2 separate regions of the Cyprinus carpio genome follow, and region 2 is linked to region 1. The links are chromatin contacts, called in public Hi-C maps. All regions are on one chromosome and are shown on one strand. The core of a region is the stretch at or near the end of the contact, and the rest is flanking DNA. Distances in the headings are between cores, read along the strand shown. Region 1 holds the start of LOC109097591 (peptidylprolyl isomerase domain and WD repeat-containing protein 1-like). Region 2 holds the start of cwc27 (spliceosome-associated protein CWC27 homolog).

Region 1 (2,551 bases), core at 15-2,514:
ACAAAACTAATACAAAACTGAAAAAGAAACCCTCTTTATTTTAAGGTGTCCTTGTTACACGTTCCATGTAGGCTACTTATTAAAATAATACATTATGCATAATTACTTGCAAGTAACCCTAAGCCAAACCCTAACCCTAACCCTAACCATATAGTAGGCTAAGTATATGTAGTTAATTAATATTACTCAGTACTTAAATGTATAAGTACACTCTAACAAGGACACCTTAAAATAAAGTGTATATATATATATATATTCTCATAATCATTCTTTGTATGTTGATAGTTTATATGTTAATAAGTTAAATATCATATCACACAAATAATAATAATGAAGTACTTTGCAAATGCAAAAGAAAGCAATTCCATATTGCCAGGTATGAATATAATTTAAGAATTGATGAGTTGTGCATATAGTTGCAGAAACACAATAATGTTTGGAACTAATAAACTGTGAACGCTCACATGGAAAGTTGTTGAGGGTTATGAGTCCAGAAATGGTTGTAGATCCATTTCCAAGTTATTAAATTCTAGTGTATGTACAAATTATCAAGAAACGCAGAGGGTTTCAGACCACTGACAGTCTATCTAAATATGTTGTAGTAATTTGAAATGTAAGAAATGTAAAATTAATGAGCAATGATATATAAAAACAGAAAAAAAAAAAAAAAAAAAAAAAAATATTAACCTTAGGGTAATCAAGTAAATATGCTAAGTGCATAATGTCGTATGCATTTAAAATTAAAGTTAAAATTGTTATTAAAATTTAATTTATAATGTAGGATTCTTTTCTATGGACGGTCTTTGCATTTGTCTACTAACATGACGTATTTTCTGCATTTGTCCCAAGTTTTCAAGACTGCAAGTATGTGTAGAACTTTGATTAACTGATGAGACAGACTTAGGCATGCTGTAAAAGAGATTTACACATTTTAATTTTCAAAATTCAAAACTTTGCACTTTATACATAAACTTCTATAGGCCTATGTGCGTTCATTTGTCAGCCTACATCACTCAAAAATGTCCTGTGGAACAACATACATATACCACTCAACAAATTAACAGAGTTAAATATAACAGGATTACCAAAGCACTTTCTGTTGTACAGTATGACAAGAATTTATCATTACAACTGTAAATGCAGAAAATAATGTTAGATGTGGCGTTTCGAGGAGAATGCTCTTTATTTAGATCGAGTGCCTGCTAACTGAAGTTCATCTCCCATCCTGTAGTCGGCGGTGTGTGGAAGGAGAGCCGTTGGTTACCTTAAAACCACCAGCGAAGAAGAAATATGAACTTTATTTGAACATGGCGACCGACGTGAGCCGTGATGGTTCTGAAAATAAACGCAAACTAGATGAAGATGAGGATGAAGACGAAGGCGGATGGGTCGGGCCGCTGCCTAATGAGGCCACACAAACAAAAAAGAAGAAAGGTGACGTTACGTTAACTTGATTTATGCTTCAAAAACCCGGAAGAGTCTATGACTGTCTCTAAACCTAGTGAGCTGCCTAACTAGAGCTTTCGAGACACAGTTAGCCGTTTCTGTCAAATACTGCATGTCTTCTGTGTTCGTGGCAGTGTGCTGTTTGGTTCAGACTGAGATGTGTTTATTAATGTTCTGCTGCAGTTCTAGAGTTTGAGAGACTGTACCTGGACAATTTACCCTCGGCCTCCATGTATGAGAGAAGCTACATGCACAGGGATGTCATAACACACATTGTTTGCTCCAAGTAAGTTCCCTTCAGTTTGCCACCTCAGAATATTAATAATATATGAATACTGTTTTTATTGCATGCCTGGTCAGGCCAGTAGTTTTCGTTAACCCCACCATGAAAAAACCCTCTCTCAGTCTGTATACATATATAATTAGTAATGTTGTAATGCATTATATTATTATATCTTGAAATTCTATTGTAAGTCCGCTGGAGACTCCAAATCCAAAAATCATCGTCAGCCAGCTAGATAAATTTACCTGATTGACAAGTTTAAAATATAAAATATAACAGAAAAATAAATGCATGTATTTGCAAACATATAAATATTAATATATATTATATATACTTCTTCAATTTAAACATGTATGCATGTGTATTTATATACAGTACATATGCATACATTATGTATACACAAACTTTTATTTTGAAAGCGATTAATCGATTTTACAGCCCTAAGACGAGTGCATTTGTTTGACTTGATTGTGATTTTAATTTCTTTTTACCATCCCAGAACTGATTTTATCATAACAGCGAGTCAAGATGGGCATGTGAAATTCTGGAAGAAGAAAGAGGATGAAGGAGTGGAGTTTGTCAAGCACTTCCGCAGCCATTTGGGTAGGTGTCCTGTTTTTACATCTGGTGAGCAACCGTCTAGAAGAAGAGAGCAACACCACACCAACCGCTTCTCAGCAACCTACAACAAGACTAGCACTGTGGTAGTGGCTTTTTCTGTCAGAAAATATAAAAAAAAAATATTATTTGTACATAATTTGTCTGTGTTTGTTTGTGGCATGCAGGAGTGATGGAGTGTATCTCGGTCAGTGCGGAGGGAGC
Region 2 (2,551 bases), core at 32-2,531, 140 kb before region 1:
TGAAAGGCTGGAGGAATGATGCTGAAAATTCAGCTTTGCATCACAGGAATAAATTATTTTTTTTAAAATATATTCAAATAGAAAACTATTATTTTAAGTTGTAATAATATTTCACAATATTACTGTTTTTTCTGTATTTTTAAACAAATAAATGCAGGCTTGATGAGCAGAAGAAACTTATTTCAAAAACATTAAAAATAGTAATGTTTCCAAACTTTTTACCTGTACTATATATATATAGAAAACAGACTGATAGACACTGATATACAGAAACAAATGAGACAGACTCACGATATCCACATCTTTTGCAGCCTGCTCTGATGTTGTCTTTGTTTGGACCTGTTAGAAAATAAAAAACACATTCAGTGTCGCTTCAGGACGTGGATTCATGAACACGTTACAAAACCAGCCGCTAATGTTAGCTGCAAGACACCGCGGGTTCGCTGGATGTTTAATCCTCATCTAAACATATTTCAGAATGAATCTCACCGTTTATAAAACAACGAGCAGCTTGCGTTATACCAAACTCTGTCGACATAGTGTCTTACAAATCAGTTACCTACAACTAAGATTAAAATCTGAAACGCAGGGATATGTGTCTGGTGTAGAGCGACGGCTCTGTTGTTGATCAGTAAATATATTAATGAAGAGAAGGAGAGTTTCCAGAACATTCCAGAAGTAGCACATCAACAACATTCACCAAAACTAACGGACAACCCGTTCATCTCTGCACACGCATACCTGGGGCAGCCATGAGAGCATCGACTGTTTATTAATTTAAATTATAAAAGAGACAAACAAAACAAAACAACTCGTTTGGTTTTGCTCCACCGCTTTTCAAACCGTGAAACCGATCCGTTTGGTGAAAGAGTCCGACTGGAAACGTCGAGAACGGTACACTGTGGTTCCACTTACAGACGCGTTCAGCAAGACAACAGCTAAAGAGCGCAGTTGTTTAACGAGGACAGACTTTTAACGACGCTGAATGAAGACCTGCCACTGAATTTGTATAAACTCATTAAAGAAAACTGTGTAATCATAAGCGGCTGTGATTGGTTCATCTTCATCAGCGCGGAGAAAAGTAACATGTTCCTCCTGACAACACAATCGACAACTACTTCAGAAGCACTTGTATATTCCGATTTTATATATTTAAAATTACACATTGAAGATAGGACAACGTTTATTATCCTTCATTTGAATTCTACATCTCCTGATACTGGTCTTTAACAGGTTATATTAATATTTACCCTATTATTCTCCAGTACGGTAGGGGGCGATAAGGCCGAGAGGACGCTGCAGGAGCGAGGAAAGGATCTTCTCTGGCGGCGTGACAGGATCTCGCTTGTAAACATCACACAAGAAAATACTTAATATTTGCTGGACGTGCTTGTTATGTTCTTGTAATATCTGCGTATAGTTTGTACGTTTGTTATCAACCAGGTTTGAGGGAAATATACCCACATAAAACGCGTTAAAGATGAGCAACATATATATTCAAGAGCCGCCCACGAACGGAAAGGTGAGTTTCAAACTCATATTCATGAAAAAATATGAAATGTAATGTCCATCAGATGATATAATCTACTCCATCCTTCATATATGTTTATTTATGTATTTTTAAGAGTCAAGAGTTAACATTTTTTTGCAAAACAAGTGCTTTTATTACATTTACATCTCTTGTGTTGTTAGCCCTGTAAAGCCTGACATATGAAATTATAGATTTTTAAAGTTAATACTTCAGGAAGAAGAAGAAAAAAACCCTTCCGTTTTATTTAGAGTCCAAAAGCTGAGCAGTATGCTGCAGGTGCTGATATTTATATGGTCAAAAAGATGAAATTCTCATAGCTTGTAATGTTCATCAATGAGATAAGGGTAAAACTAACAACTTGCATACAATTATATAAATCAGTTATTATCACTCTATATCTCCCAATAATATGTCTGAGTGAGGCGATATTTAAATGCCTAGTTTTATAATCTTAGCTCTGTAGACAAAACTTTTAAAAAACTTCAAAAAAAGATCAAAAAACAAATAAACACCAAAAAAACAACAACATTTTAACAAAAATTTTCTAAAAAAAAAAAAAAAAAAAAAAAAAAAAAAAAAAAATATATATATATATATATATTATATATATATATATATAATATATATATATATAAATTGTATTGATAATCAAGGAAACCTAAGTTGCTTCAGTCCGTTAAGGGTTTATCTTGAAACAACAATAATAAAGATATTATTCTGTTCACTTCATAAAAAACTCAAGCAAAAAGACATATGAGCCTTTAACTTAAGCTGGACATTTTTATAATTATACTAGAATTTCTTCTTATAAATGATCAATCAGATGGCATAAAGCATTTAGTAGATTGTGAACCAGTATTTTTTTAAGCAAAGTGTTGATTATGTTAATACTTTAGAGGCCTTTTAGAAACTTGCTTCAAATATAATGCGATAGGATTTATTGGGTAATTTGAACTGTATTTGCTGTGTACACTGTGTACATTGCTGTCACTGAAAGCCTTCTCAAACACAGAAACCATT

What was found. A called contact is a pair of places that touch in the nucleus more often than the background predicts.
Region 2: a Hi-C map of liver shows a contact between it and region 1, with 9 times the contacts expected there. The contact joins the promoter of cwc27 here to the promoter of LOC109097591 in region 1. A contact is called at or near these places in 5 of 8 Hi-C or Micro-C datasets (liver and skeletal muscle).

The regions. Positions count from the first base shown.
Region 1 is chrB10:5,751,842-5,754,392 of ASM1834038v1, reverse strand. LOC109097591 (peptidylprolyl isomerase domain and WD repeat-containing protein 1-like) reads left to right here and starts at 1,264. Exons shown (of 11, transcript XM_042732215.1): 1 at 1,264-1,434; 2 at 1,630-1,732; 3 at 2,229-2,332; 4 at 2,515-2,551. The coding sequence starts at 1,308.
Region 2 is chrB10:5,889,857-5,892,407 of ASM1834038v1, reverse strand. It overlaps cwc27 (spliceosome-associated protein CWC27 homolog), which reads left to right and starts at 1,281. Exons shown (of 14, transcript XM_042732218.1): 1 at 1,281-1,522. The coding sequence starts at 1,481. LOC109057621 (protein SREK1IP1-like) reads right to left here and starts at 909. Exons shown (of 5, transcript XM_042732220.1): 1 at 742-909; 2 at 292-339. The coding sequence starts at 754.